Linked DNA regions of Columba livia: region 2 is linked to region 1. The links are chromatin contacts, called in public Hi-C maps. All regions are on one chromosome and are shown on one strand. The core of a region is the stretch at or near the end of the contact, and the rest is flanking DNA. Distances in the headings are between cores, read along the strand shown. Region 1 overlaps IQSEC1 (IQ motif and Sec7 domain ArfGEF 1). Region 2 overlaps IQSEC1 (IQ motif and Sec7 domain ArfGEF 1).

The links. Hi-C and Micro-C count contacts between places; a contact is called where the count stands out from the background.
Region 2: a Hi-C map of crop shows a contact between it and region 1, with 2.6 times the contacts expected there. The contact joins two enhancer-like sites. A contact is called at or near these places in 2 of 2 Hi-C or Micro-C datasets (crop and liver).

The regions. Positions count from the first base shown.
Region 1 is chr10:1,844,386-1,852,259 of bColLiv1.pat.W.v2, forward strand. The region is part of intron 4 of IQSEC1 (IQ motif and Sec7 domain ArfGEF 1); the gene reads right to left. Among named protein-coding and RNA genes, the nearest start is that of ACAD9, 91 kb to the left of the region's middle. Within about 2 kb of position 4,631, at least 1 of the 3 cell types and tissues checked has an H3K27ac peak away from gene starts, as active enhancers do.
Region 2 is chr10:1,921,628-1,929,501 of bColLiv1.pat.W.v2, forward strand. All of the region lies in intron 3 of IQSEC1 (IQ motif and Sec7 domain ArfGEF 1), which reads right to left. It overlaps LOC135580434 (a long non-coding RNA gene), which reads right to left. Exons shown (of 2, transcript XR_010474983.1): 2 at 1-7,874. Among named protein-coding and RNA genes, the nearest start is that of IQSEC1, 160 kb to the right of the region's middle. Within about 2 kb of position 4,549, at least 1 of the 3 cell types and tissues checked has an H3K27ac peak away from gene starts, as active enhancers do.

The DNA.
Region 1 (7,874 bases), core at 3,381-5,880:
TGAGAATAGAGTGACTATCAGCAAGTTTGCTGATGAGACCAAACTGGGAGGAGTGGCTGACACTGGAAGCTGTGCTGTGCTGCTCAGTCCTTACACGCTGTAGTAGCATTCAGAGGTACATGAGGCTCTTCTGGGTGACAACCAGTGACAGGACAAGGGGCAATGGGTGCAAACTGGAACACAGGAGGTTCCACTTAAATTTGAGAAGAAACTTGTTCCTGGTGAGGGTGGCAGAGCCTGGCCCAGGCTGCCCAGGGAGGTTGTGGAGTCTCCTTCTGTGCAGACATTCCAACCCGCCTGGACACCTTCCTGTGTAACCTCATCTGGGTGTTCCTGCTCCATGGGGGATTGCACTGGATGAGCTTTCCAGGGCCCTTCCAACCCCTGGCATTCTGTGAGTCTGTGATTCCTGCACTGATGCCTTTCAGCACATGCTGCCTCACAGGTACTGCTGTGGTCCACAGAATTGCATCTCCTGGATTGGTGGCAATTCCCTCTGTGTTTGAGAAGGAGGTAAAGACGCCCTGACTTCACGTGAAAGCCAAAGCCGCAGAACTGGGATATAAACGCTAACAGGCCTTGTGGGTGGCTGCTACCCAGAGCTGGTGCTTTGACAGTTGGAGTTTGGCAAAGTCCCAGCTGGGGGACAAATGCCTGAAGCGAGTCGGCTCCTGTTATGGGGAGCGTCCGCAAATCCACCGATCGTTTGAAACCTGTCTCATTCAAAAGATAATTTAATCAATTTACCAGAGCCATTAGAAGGTTCCCTGCAGGGTGAAAGGCAAAGGCACAAAAAAAACCATCTCACCTTGGCTCAGTTCTGTAAAGTGTGGTCAGACATACTCTAATCAAGAGGCCAGACAAAAATGAGCATCGTGCTGAAAATTAAGTCTTCCTGGCTCGAATTTAAGATGTGATTTTTGTTACGTTTTATTTATACACCAATAGTTTGAGCATGTAGCCATCTTTTGACAGCTTCCTCTGCACCATTCGCTCTATTTGGACCTCAGTGGGCTCATTAGAACTGAGTCACCCATGCTGCCAATACAACAGTTCTAGAAACCTGCTTATGTTTTCTTTGTCGTGTTCGAACACCAGGAGGCTGTTAGCTGATCTTGCTGCTGCAGACAGTTTTGAACTACTATTGCACGGGCTCAACCAGCAGGAACATCTTCTTCACTTAGTCTCCTGAGTCTATTTCAATGGTACCAATAATTGGAGTTTCCAATTAATTTTCCAGTTAATTACAATTTATGATAAAAAGCTCAATATGGATGTATACTTTTGTTCTGCAGTATGGGAAGACTGGTGTATAAACAATCCAAGCAGCCTTGTAAATTGAACCAAGCAAGAAAATACCGTAACTCCTCAAGTAGGATAATAATACCACGTAGCTGACAGTAAACAGAATAACCTCAGAGGCCTGAGACAGGTGTTGAAAACAGCTGGAACAAAGCCCCTGCTGAAGCAGCTCTGTGTTTCTACACAGCTCCTATAAGAAAACTCTAGGAGATACAACTTACTCACCTTTGCCAGATGGAAGCAGAAAGAAATTCAGCTTTGAGAAACACGCCTATCCCCGCTTCTTTCTGCTCATGTACATCTGGTATTTCAGATTAAAATACCCAGCCAAGTAGCCTGGGTATTATTTCACCTGACACTGCTAAAGAGCATCTAGGTCAGTGTGCACAGAGAGCCGGAGCTTCCCCCATGTCAGCGCTTGACACTCGGCTGCCTCGGAACCGTTTCTCCCGTGCTCTCTCATTAAGGTGTCATTTTCCCATCCGAGAGAACTTCACAGCAGGCGACACACTGTGCGTTCTGCTTCAGTTGTGTGGTTGGAGAAAAGTAGAAGGCTACCAATATTTACTTAGGAAAATGGTTTTCCCCCAATCTCTCAGGCCCATCTTGCTAGGACTCCCTGCACAATCCCTGTCAGAAGGGCCAGGGAAGGTGCCTCCTTTGCACGGACAAATGTGCATCGCAACCATCTTTAGGTACTTTGTCTTATCCTAAGTTGCAAAGAGTATTCTGGGTCTACAAATACACATATGGATAAACAAGACAGGCATTGTTTAGGGCATGGAACAGCAGGAACATTATTAGTAGTGGTGTTTTTCCAATATGGTTCATTTCAGAGTTACTCTTGATTTAGAGATGAATAATGAAACAGGTGAGCGTCTTATCAAAGCAGAAGCATATGAAATGGAGAAACAGTGCAAAATGAGACAAAAATATAGCAAATGTATTCAAACCATATCCAATACTTGCATAAAACTTCATAGTTCGGCTGAAACTGGAATGGCTCTTATCAACAACTGGCTGAGTATCCCAACCAATGAGATATACAAGAACTGTGTTATTTTGTTCATATTTTCTAAAGCACAGAAAGAAAATAGTGACTTTAAGGTTAGTAAACGCATCACATTTTCATTATTTTGTTTCTTCTATGTGTAGTAAAACCTAATATTTTTTTTACTGCATGTTCTAAATCAGATTTTACATTCGTTATATTAAGGTACTCTGTAAGAAAGTATAATATCTACATTAATACCTTAAATGCAAGTGCATTTTGTAGAAGAATTTATAAACAAACAAGATAAAATTTACAAGTGCAAAAGACATCATTTACAGCTACAGATGTTTAATTCTGAGGGAACGGGAATAACATTTTCATATTCATGCGAGTCATAAGCTATATCGAAAGACTACTTAGGTACAAAGTGTTAAAATAACAGGACAAACCATTTTTGATCTGAGGTGATTCAAACGCTATTTTTGCTATTGTTTCTAGTCTCAGCTCAATATATGACTTTTAGGTCCAAACTATCTATTTGGTGTTGGTAGGCACCTGCATTTGATCATCCTGGCCCAGGAACTGGGGCTCTCCTGTTCCTGCAAGGCCAACGGAGGCCAAGAGCACGACCCTCCTCTGAGGGGTGACCTGGAAATAGAATCCCAGAATCCCAGAATGTCAGGGGTTGAAGGGCCCTGGAAAGCTCATCCAGTGCAATCCCCCCATGGAGCAGGAACACCCAGATGAGGTTACACAGGAAGGTGTCCAGGCGGGTTGGAATGTCTGCACAGAAGGAGACTCCACAACCCCCCTGGGCAGCCTGGGTCCCCCTTCTAACCCACCCCAGGTACCATTGGCCTTCCTGGCCACAAGGGCCCAGTGCTGGCTCATGGTCACCCTGCTGTCCCCAGGACCCCCAGGTCCCTTTCCCTACGCTGCTCTCTAATAGGTCATTCCCCAACTTACACTGGAACCTGGGGTTGTTCCTGCCCAGATTCAAGACTCTGCACTTGCTCTTGTTATATTTCATTAAATTTTTCCCCGCCCAGCTCTCCAGCCTGTCCAGGTCTCTGATGGCAGCACAGCTTCCAGTGTCAGCCACTCCTCCCAGCTCGGTGTCATCAGCAAACTTGCTGACAGTCACTCTGTTCCCTCATCCATATCATTGATGAATATATTGAATAATACCGGCCCAGCACTGCCCCCTGAGGCACTGCACTGGATACAGGCCTCAACTGGACTCTGCCCCATTGACCACGGCTCTCTGGCTTCTTCCCTTCACAGTCCACCTCACTACTCGGTTGTCCAGACCACACTCCCTCAGTTTAGCAATTACCCCAATAGTTTAATTTCCCACTTCTAGATCACTGAAACACTTGGGAAAAGGACAAATGGAAAATGGGAAGACTCACGAGCATCAGATTTCCAAACAACAGCCTCACCTGGAGCGTTCTTCCTCCTGCACACCATCACTGGAATTATACACTCCAATCTGAGAAACGCATACATGTTTTTCTGTATGGTTAACTTTATTGACATATGCAGCACCAAGTCCCCAGACTACACATGTATACTACCAAACCCGTACACAATAAAACAGGACCACAGTCAGAATGAGCCACAAGAGTTTTGCCTTCGTGTTCACCACAGCTCAAACCACGCTGTCCCACATCGAATAAACCAGGAAAACTAGTTCCAAGTAATCCATTTTCACTTCCAAGATCCACCAAAGATATTAACTTAATGGGAATAAAGAATCTGTCACTTAGGGACAGAATTTCCTTGTCCGTACATCGCACAAAACATAATTCCACGCCATCCTGCCACAGGCCAATGCAGAGCAGCATCCCTGACGTGATGAGGGACTGGGAGAAAAGTCCCTTTGGTGATGAAGAGGTATGAAATGAGGCAGATTATCAGGTTAGCAGTCACTCAAAGTCAACGTTTTGAATGTAAAGGTATGCCAATAAGCACTAAAAAAGTAACTCCTTAAGAAAACTATTCCAGCATGGCATGGATAACTAAAGTAACTAATTCATAATCACCTTGCAAGGACTACCTATTTCTTCATTCTAACCAGCAGGAGGCATGCTTTGTGGGGCTTTATTTGGTTTATGGTTTGTTTTCCCCCAAATCTCCTTTGCATCTGTCACTTAACATACAACTTAAGAAATAACAGCGTGGAAAGAAGAACGTAGCACCAAAGCAAGAGCCACTACAGGCTGTGACACAAAGCATTTAAGAGGAAACGGGACTAAAGAAAATTCTTCCGTGTAATCAACCTGCCATTCTCTGCCTAGGCCGACTCCTGTATCATCAGCAGTAAATACCTGCTGATTTGACAGATAATCATCCTGTCATCTCCCCTCCATCAACAAATTCTCTTCAGATATTTTCCAAACCAGTAAATAAACAACAACATAACAACCTAATTCTCAGGTATAAACATGCAGGTGAGTGGAAGATGAACTGCATAGTGTGCTATTAAAGTCTTTAAGTAGAATTTACAGTTAATTGCCTTTCACTGTGGAGAATAAAAAGCCCCCCCTTCCCCCCAGCTCTGTGAGAGCTCTCCCAGACTGCCGCTGCTCGCTCAGGCAGCATCAGGCCACTGAGAACATCATGGTCAGCAATGGCAGCTCAGCAGAAATGCTCCGGTTTAGCATTTTTCTTTGCTGCAGGCTGACAGTTAAAGACTCAAAGCTTCATGTCTCCTGATTCTCATTAAACGCTCATGTGCTGTCGTAATTACAACATAACATCAGAGAGGCCTTGCAGTCCTTTTGCAACTCCAAAAGGCAGCTTAGCCATTGGATTTCACCAACAGAACTGAAATAGGCGGGAGTGGTGCTTTAACAAACATATTCATTGCAGAATATTAAGACTGTACTTAGAAGGTGATGCATTATTCACACCCCAGAATGCAGCTGACTGTTTTCCTCTTGTCATTTCATCCCCACGCCAAACGCCGTGTTGTTTACTCCGGGGTCGAGAAACTGCTGGAGCAACGGGGAACCCTCTTGGCCCTGCATTGCCCATGGCGTTATGCTTAAATCTTTAAAGAGTAAATAGCCCTTTATTGATTAAATTACATTTAAAAACAGTATTTTAGTTCCTTGATTTTGTGTGTGTACACCTAGTTTTACAGACAGGCACAATACATCTTTTAGTTCTACGAAATGTACTTGCTCTCAAACCCAAGGGTGAGGCAAATGAGGCAGCAGTGCAGGGTGGGATGCGACAGCATTTTTAAATTATGCTTCAATTGACTCGAGAGCAGGGTGTGAAACAGTGTCCTTACCAACAGCTGGAAGGTCTTCTTTAATTAATTCCAAAGGAAAAACATTTACTTTGGAATTTTCACTTAAGCAGGTGCCCAAAATGCTGCTGTGCACAGTGTAAACTGTTATGTGCTCTCCATGATAACAGAGAGACAGCAGTAATTTGTGTTGTGTATCTTCCCATTTCAGGTCACACACCGCAGGGACTGTTGGGCTATTTTTAGAAATGCACTTATGCTAACATATTCTGGTTTACCCCATGTGTCTGTACACAAATATCTTCCAGCTCTCAACAGCTCTTCACCTGTATCAGTTGTCATTACTCCAGGTCGGCCTTATCTTCAGGTCAAGTTTCCTACGGTAATAACTACGTCCCACTTTCCATAGCAGTTCTATATCGGTAACCTGCTTCCATTGCCTTTAAAACAAGCTGTAAAAATGCATTTAAAAGCCCTCACTTCAAATTTATTTACACAGTGTGGATATATAGACTAGAATAAAAACTGGGCAAGTTCTCATCTCAGCTGCTTTCTGAAAGAAACAATAAAACTGCCCAGTCCCCAGTGTGACACTACCTCGTTTTCTTGGTGATATTCTGTCCAGGTTGCACTCCTGTTTTCACAGCCCAGCACAGTAAGGACCAGCTGGTTCGGGGTACAGGCATTGCCACATGTCAGCCTATCCAGAAAAGAGCCATCTTGAGTAAAACTGAAATCTCTTCTACTCTTTGCCCTGACCCTCCACCCCTCCCCAGTGAAATAAACTCTGTGGGAGACACCTCATCATGTAGGGGAAGAAAGCTTCCATTTCTGCTTCAAAAGTCGTTCTCGGCCCTCCTCTCTTCTTTGTACCTGCTCTATCTTACTGCGCCAAGAAAGGAAGAAAAGGGAGAATTCAGCTACCCATCAAGAGCTAAGGTATCACTTGTGAAAGAGGGCGGCCCTTTTAGCGGGGCCTGTTGCAACAGGACAAGGGGTGATGGTTTTAAAGTAAAGGAGGGAGATTCAGGCTGGACATAAGGAAGAAATCCTTGGCCCTGAGGGTGGTGAGAGCCTGGCCCAGGTTGGCCAGAGAGGTGGTGGATGAACCATCCCTGGAGACATCCCAGGCCAGGCTGGACGGGGCTCTGAGCAACCTGAGCTGGTGAAGATGTCCCTGCTCATGGCAGGGGTGGCACTGGGGAGCTGGGGAGGTCCCTTCAATGCAAAACTATTCTGTGATTCTATGATATGAACTGGGAGACATGGAGCATGTCCTGGGTGTCCAAAGCAAACCTGCACACACCCTAACCCACCGTGGCATGCTCCCAGCCCAACACGTGTGTGCTTCTGAACCGCTGGGTCTGACCTGCCTGGAGAGGCTGCCGGGGATGCTCTCAGAGGCAGTTTGGAGGACTCCTCCAAGCCAGGCGCTCGCTTGGAGCTTGTCCTGCAACAGGCCCACAAACAGTTTATTCAGCGCAGTCCTGAGGATCGGGCTTGTTCAGCCGGACACTCGACGCTCAATCCTCGGCAGGCACCACGGCGGGGTGAAGGCGTTCCTCGGGTTTGCTGGCAGGAGGAATCTGCTGCCACAAGTCAACCAAATATGTGAGCTTTCACAAGACAGCATTTCCTTAGACACTCAAAATATCTATTCTCTGTTACTCACAGTAATTACGTCAGGCAACTTGGCGTTCGCTTGTCACGAAATGCCAGCTCGCTCTACGACAAACATGTAGGGTGGCATTTTAGCCCTACTGCAAATGGCAGCTCAGGGTGAGCAAGTGGCCACAGCCCAGGTGAGCGTCTGGAGGAGAGTCCCGCAGCGCTGGCCATGGGAAGGGCTCTGCCACAGGTCGCAGCAGCAGTTTGCTCTGGAGTAAAGCGACAGTCCAGCTTTCAGTGAGTAAAACCAGTGTTGTCTTGACTGCCTGCCCACATACGCACATTTAATTATTGCAGACCCACAAAAGAACTAATTATATTCCAATTTAAACTCACTCTTTCATTTCTGCCCTTTAATGTGCTGAAAAATAAAAGCATCATCAGAATGGCGGGGAGAGGCTCAGAAGCTCAGAGATGCAACCAGGCCAGGACAAAATTGTTCAGACTCCCGAGGGAATTTTAATTGCAGACGTTTTGCACAAGCTAATAAGGAATCTGTGTGCTGAGACCGCAAGAAAAAATACTCTGAGAATTCTAGTCTAAATTTATAGAATTAAAAACATGATGAACATTAAATTAGGGTTGTATCACCACTGAACATACAGCCAACAGGTCATCTCTCTTGGTGGGGGTGATCTCAACCACAAAACC
Region 2 (7,874 bases), core at 3,299-5,798, 77 kb after region 1:
GCCCGTCCTGCCTGTTCAAGGAGTTCAGCTCATTGTCCCAGGTCTACCAGCTGAAGCTGGATTACAAACCTAAGCAGGCAACTGATTGTTCAGAAAAACAACTGATCGATGGGAGATTTTTGTTGGATCTCTTCCAGACACCACACGGTGCAGTGACCAAAAGGTTTGCTTCAAAGCCAGAAACAGATCAGAGGAAAACAAGAGCTTTAGGAAAACTCTGACCACATTTTTCTACTTGGCATACTAGAAATGTAACTGAATTTTATTTGAGCCCTGTGCAACCTATAGACACAAGCTTGCTTTCTTTTTTCCTCCCTGAGGAGGCTTCTCTTTGCCTCCCGGGGTTCTGCCGTGATTCCAGGACTGTTCAGCACAGAAGAATGCCCAAACACCTCGTTTTATAACATGCTTTCCAAATAAAAATACAATCACAGTATCTCAAAGAGATTTTAAATCTATAAGAAAAGCAATATCTAGGAAATATCTAGAGAAAATAGTCAGATTAGGAAGCTGAGTTGGCTTTATTAATTTGAGAATGCTGTGCAAAAGTAAAACTGAATTTCTGTACAGAGGCAACAGAAGTATATTAAACTCAGTTCATACTTACAAAGTTGGGGCCTGGATTCCTAGAGCAACTGGCAAGAGTAACAATGGGGGACGTGGAGAAGTTTATATTTCAAGAAGTGCTCTAACTTCAGTTTTGTAGTAACACACTGTACAGTGGAAGATGTTATTTGACAAATTCATTTGAAAGAACTCCCTCCAGCTGCATTAACTCCAGCGATAACACGTAAAGGCCAATGGCCCTGCTGTTTCAGACTCTCCGCCACTCTGCCATACGAAGCAGCTTCAGAGCTCACACCGATCCCGCGTGCCCTGTTTTTAGGCACCCCAGCCTTCTACCGGGTTTTCCAAAGGAAAGTCAGTCAGCATTGTTTTTCAAGGTGACGTCTTGCCAGAAGAACCGATTTCATACTAAAACATCGCAGTGATGCAGTCTGGGGTTTGTTAGAAGTAAAGCCTATTATTTAAATGCCACTTATTCCCAGAGTTCCATGAAGATCAGATGTTTATTAACAAGCTTCACTACTATTTGCAGCTCGAGTTTAGAGCCATGAAAACAACCCCAGCCATACATACAACATGGGAATTGAGGTTTTCCAAAGAAGGAAAAGGAATTGTGTTGCTGATAGCAGCAGCCAATTGTATATAATTCAATTTGAAGACATTAAAGTTTCGAGATCTATGTTTAATCCTCCGTGAGGCAAAGGTCCAGCATGTTAATGTAATTTGAGAACTGAAGTGTTTGAAAACATCTTGTTTAATAATATGGCTGGACAAACTGACTCTCCATTCAAACTTCTCATCTTTGTCTGTTGTGGCCAGAAGCAGCTGCCTTTCCTTTTTTGTTTGCGGATCATCTGCAAGGACAGCGCTGTTCCTGAGAGTCACAAATCTGAAACCGCTTCAACATTATGTGTAAGGTTTCTTGATTACTGCGAATTAAGCACTTGGAGTAACCAAGTCAGGCACACTGCTGTCCTGTGTGTGACTGCTCACCCAGGGTAAGAAAATCCTCCCACAGGGAGAAAGCCCAGAAGCTTCAGTAGACACCAGGACACTCTCTGCACAAGTCCCCAAACCAGTATCCACCCAGGTACCACAAAGATCTAAATTCTACAAGTGTCCTTGCATGGCATTTCAGAATACTTGACTGAAAAATAACAGAAAACAAAGGCTGTTGAGTAAACCTAAAATGGAATGGTTAATTTAAAATGTGTTTGGATATCATGTGTCCTTTTGAGAGCTATATAGTGAGAGTACTGCCCTCCTCAAGCAGCCAGCAGCAGCTCTGTGCAAGCGTCATACAGCAAAGCAAAAAAACAATCATTGAATGTGAAAATTAACACACCAAACTGGCCCCATTACATTATATCCTAAGAGCAGAGACTTACAACTTCATCCGTGAACACAGAGACCATTCCTGTTGGGTATATCTCCTTTATACATACTTAACATTACGATTGCAGACAGTTCAAAGCCTAAAAGACCTGTTGGTGTGGAGCAGTACGTGGCTGCAGCACAGGACTGGTTCACCGGCAGACTTTGCTCCACTCTTCATCTTAGTTTCTAGAGAAACAATTTGTTTCTCATCCTCACATCAGCAGATTTTAAATCCACAGTTCAGAACAAGCGCTCTGAGAGTCTGCAGCTGAAGTACTTCTGTGTGTGACCATATGCTGCAGGCACCTCCCTACAGTCCTCAGGCTGCAAACGTTACATATGTACAGGAAAACAAACGGCTCCAAGGAGCATCTTTCCCCGCACACACCTGCAGGCAGCTCGAGCCACAGTCTGTGCTGCCAGAAGCTCATTTCTCATGTACCACGACAAAGCTCGTCAAAGCTGCCCAGAAACATCGGGATTACAATTTCAGAATTCATCTCACTTTAAACCTACCTCAACACATGCACTTCCAATCAATGATTATTTCTCTGCATGTCAGTGATATTTTTCTTTGATTACCTAGCATTTAAGAAGCAGCAGCAGATGACAAGATAGATACTATAGATCAATATGTGTGCCCCTTTTGTTTCCCAGGAAATGTAACTGAATGACACAAGCTGTTAAATGGATTCAAAGTCCTGTGATCAATGTGCTGTTTCCCTATTACTCAGTAAAGCGGAATCTATTCTATTGATTTCATAATTTCTGAAAGAAAATGGATGGAGGTATCCACATAAGCAGATGCAATGATTTAAATTGTAGTGCATCAGTCTGTCAGAGGTTATGATGCTTCTTCTAAACATGGAAAACGACCTTTTTATCACTACACATGTCCAGTAAATGTTTTAGTAATTCTGCTCCTTCTGTAGGCTATGAACCTACTGAACTGAAAACGGGCTCAGATTTTTAAAAAAGCATCATTGTTTTCTGGAAGAAAAGGCTTACAAATTTAAGTTAAATATAATAACGTGCAACTAGCAAACTACTACACTACAGAACTGGAAACCAAGCACTACTGGAGCTCCGTCAGCATGTCTGTGGCAAAACAATGAAGAGAGGGGTTAGCGGCGCACGTGTTGGAAGCGGGACGGGAAGCTACAGAGCAGCCTCGGCCATAGGAAGGACGCAGGATTTTCCAGTTAACTGGCAGTTTACATTGCTCACGTGTGCTGAGTGAATTGAGAGGCATTGTAAACATACCTGAGAATCTGAGACAGTGCCAAAGGGATCCCGCATGGGCGCCGGGTTCCAGCCGGGCAGACACAGGACCACGGCGCAGGGCTCTGCACTGGCCCCATCCGCAGTGGCTCTTGTCCAACAGTTAGAAACTTTAGGGGGTATGCGAACACCAGAGTGTATAAGTTCCATATTTTTAAAATATATATTTTGTATATTTGTGTGCGAATATACATATGCATGCATACATTTATATAGAATAAATAAAAATCAAATTTACTGTAATAAGAATTTTCACTACCCTGACTTTCCATAACAAAAGGAGCCAGTTGAAATCACAATAAGATGACCACATGCTTTACATAACTTCAGAGTTCAAAAGTGATTGCCATATCCATTCTAAGTTCCAAACAGTGCTTCCAGCAGGGCAGTTCGGGGTACTTCTGTACCCACGGGAGCTAGTACAGCGTCAATGCAAACCAAGAAATCAGACCGTGCAGTGCCAGATGCGTCTGAGAGGGCCAAAGGTTCTGAGTGCCATCTGGGTAGAGCTGTATCTGGAGAACAGCCATACTTGGGAGACTGCTGTATATCTGTCTGCATCTGTATATACACACACGATGCTGTGAAATGGTTTTAGAAAAGCCCTCAAAACACAAAACATGGAAAGAAATTGTCAAAGTACCTAAAGCGGGTAAGCTTTAAATGAATCTTCCCCATTCTTCAATTTCACACTTATTACCCAAAGACTATTATAGCATTTAACTTTTCAGTACCAGAGAATTCACTGAAACAAACAACTGGCAGACACTTGCACATCTGGCTAGAGCTGGCAGCACTTCGTCTACACTGCAGCCTCCACTGCTGCGTCTTGTACCACTCCAGGTTCGGACAGATAAAGCATCTTACATGAAGACTAATGAAAATTGCCTCCCAGATTTCTCCATTCTCATGGCTAAGCCAACGAGGGACTTCCTCAAGCTGGCCTAGGTTTTGTGGCTGTGACAAGCACCTAATGAAACATGAAAGCAAAGCTCAGGATTCATTTTGCCTCCTCTGCAATGAAGCGATAGGGTTCCTGCTGCTCCACTTACACACCTACAGCTCTGTTTCCCTTGTTGGCTCTTTGATCATCATTAAGTCTTTGATGCAAAATGTTAAATGAGTTGACGATGCCTATTAGTCATTTTCGGTTTTATTTTATAAAGCAGTGGCTATTTTCTTGTCTTGAAGCACTAAAGTTAACTAAGCAATTTGCAGGGAGAGCTACTACTGTTCATGTGGTGGCAAAAAGAAACATTTTCATTAAGCTTCCCAAAATCAAGAAGAAAATACATTTTTAAAAGAGCCTTCAATAATAAAGCAGAAGACATGTCTCTGCAGGCTCCAGAATTGCTGAATGGCGGTGGAGAGCACCTCGATTTCACGCTGAACCCCAGAGCCCCAGGAGCAATCTGGAGGCTTCCGCAGGCAGCTGAGAGCTTGCCCGCTAACAAAGAACAACGGCGAGCAAAATGGCTTGAATCACACACCTCGTGACCGAGCTGCAAACAAACTTGTTTGTCAGAAACATCTGCTGCACGGCAGAGCCGGAGCTGTGGGCTGCCTGCCCGTTCCCCGCACTGTCACGTGTCACCTGGTTCATAATGCTGCTTGTGGGATTACCAAAGAAAATTATTTGAGCAACATTTCCTGACTGAGATTAATTATCTGCGCTACACCAGCCCCTGGCAAAATCTTGTTATAAAATATCAATTACAACTAAGTGAATTCTCCATAAAGATGAATTTAATTGAGGGAAAGAGCAAGATAGATTGCAATTCTACCTGATTTTCAGGTGTGCAATGCTCCAGTGATTGGCTAGGAAAGAAAAAACGCAGAGGGGAACGTGATGTGGCATAATTTACTCAGAAAAAAAGAATGCTTACATAAATGGATCATAAATTGTGTTGATTATCTGCATTTTCCTACAAATGCATCAACCAAAAATCACTAAAGGTCAAAGAGAGTACAAATAACAACTAAAAAACAAACCCAAAGAACTCTAATGGGTGTGGAAACAAAAGCATTTGCTTTGAAACACTTGAAGTTAGCAAGGGACATATTTTTCATTAATAATACTTTGTGTACAATTTTTCCCTTGAATATGGAAATAAACGTAACTGTAGGAAGAAATGGGCTTTGGTTATTTGAAATTTCAGCTGCTCAGCTGGTTTAGTAAATACAGGTAGTTATTTTCAGATTTTCTAATAACTTAGCCCCAGCTCTAACGGGAAAACAGCAACACCCATATTTTATAGCAATGACTAAGGTAAAACATTAATTGCAGATCAAGCTGTTAGCTGAGCATGAAGCAGCCGTACTGAGCAGGATCTTGGAGACCTCCCACCCTTATTAGCACCTTTATTTAATGAAGCATTCTTTAATGAGTACCCAGATGTTTGCTATACACTTACTATGCAAACTAAAACATATTAGCTGTACAGATACTGTTTCCTTCTGACCATGTACACATTCTGGTGTGAAAAACAGAGATAACTCACTCCGAGTCCCTCCCACCCCCAAGAAAGGCTCCAAAGCCTCTGTTCAGGGTCAGTAAATGAACATCTGTGTGTTCCAGGGTGGAAACCCAACGGCAGCAGCACCGAGTCACGAAAGATCAGCAAGCAGCAGAGAACAGAAGGCCGGACTTGATCCAGACATAAGCAGGAAAACTACCTCTCAACTCACTGGGTGTTGTTTCTCCTTGTGGATTGACTCAAGTTCTGTCTCCCCTTTATCCTTTTTGTGAGAACATCGGCCTCAGGGATCCCCTGGTCACAGGCTGGAACCGGCGCCTACGAGCTCGGAGTTCCCCCCTGCACATTCAGGTAAATGCTGCGGAGGGGAAGGAGGGACCAGTGTCCTCAGCGGCAAGACGGGAGGGGGATCAATCCCATGGAGTTCCTGGCCCGGCCGGAGCAACCGCTGGGCACCTTTGGGAACTTCAAAGAGAATATGAAACATACCTGCACATGAGCAAAAAAGTGCATCAAGCCAAATGCCCTGTAAATACAGGTGTGGTACCCTTAAATGAATTCTTATAATTAATTCAGTAAAAGTAGAACAGTACAACTAGAATTTCTGTTGCTTTAACAGCAGAAACACCTATTTATTTGAAATTTTTCATGCTTTCTTTTCTCCTTTCCTTTCCTTTCCTTTCCTTTCCTTTCCTTTCCTTTCCTTTCCTTTCCTTTCCTTTCCTTTCCTTTCCTTTCCTTTCCTTTCCTTTCCTTTCCTTTCCTTTCCTTTCCTTTCCTTTCCTTTCTTAGCAAACCTACTAGACATCACCTATGGATTATTTTCTCATACAAAGCTACCGGAGCCTAGGAGAAGTATCGCTGTGTGCTCATCTTGTTCTTATACTCCTTCCTACATAACCCTCAGACATCCGACAGTGGGATGTATGATACCGCATATGGCTATTCATATATTGTTAAACACACGCACCTTCCCTGGAATATATTCTGCATTACGACTTGAGAAAGGCAGAGGCAGACCACACAAGCAAACAACGTATTTATGATGATAAGTATAAAACATGTAAACAACATTGGTTCTCGGACATGCTGGCATATATATGCATTATGTCATTCCATAGGATCAAACGGTTCTGTATCTCCAGTGCTAATAGCATGCAAAAGTAAACAGAGATGCTCTCCTCTTTGTTTTCATCTTCAGGTAACAGAACAGGCCATATTTCTACTGACTGAATGGGCAAGCTTTGCCACAGCCTGCCGGGGAGCTCCCTCTGGCTTCCGCTTCAGGAACTATTCCATTAGTGGAAAATGAGAACATTCTACCACCGCTTTGCAGCGCTGGCAACAACACAAGTTCTTTCACAGACGCTTGTGTAGATGTTTTGGGTTTACATTACCTGAGAACTCCCTGCTCTGTTTCAGTACCCGAGGTGGCAAAGGACCCAGCGCTGCACTTTCAGACGGTCTGTTTGACAAACCGGTGTTGTGTAACATCAATGTCACCCTTGCAAACGGGAGGATCCCGAGGGGACTGAGCCTTTCCAGGCGCTGTCTGCGGAACGTGCGGACGGAGCAGCCGAGTCCCCACCACTTGGCAAGGTGCCTCACCTTAAACGCTGCTTTAATGCTGCTACATTCTGATCTGCACACCACATTCTGCCATCGCCAGGCACCTGCTCAAATAAGGAGCTTCCTTGGCCACACGCGATATTCATAATTCAAATTCATGATGAATCTGGAGTTGCTGAAAATTATGGCAATTCACATTCAATTATTATACACAACTGGTGGAATGGCTAAGGGAAAATTCAAAAAACCCTAAATTTAAAAGCTTGATCTCGGTCATGCTCAGGATCTGAGATTATTTCTTCTCCCCATGTTATACAACCTTTTTCTTCAGCTAGTTCGAGTCATTTTAAAGCCTGCTTTGGGAGATGAGTCTCTAATTTATCACAGTTGAACTGGTTTTTGCTCCATCTAGCAGCACATAAAAATCCATACCCATACCATCCAAGCTAAAGAATCCACACACACGCTGCTCTGAGCTGTTTAATGACTGCACACCACCAGTTACAGAGGGCAAATAACACGTGCTGAAAATAACGGCAAGTCAGTTGCCGCTCCGCAAAACTGAAGCCTCACCCACCTTTTTAGGTAAAACCACTCGAAAGA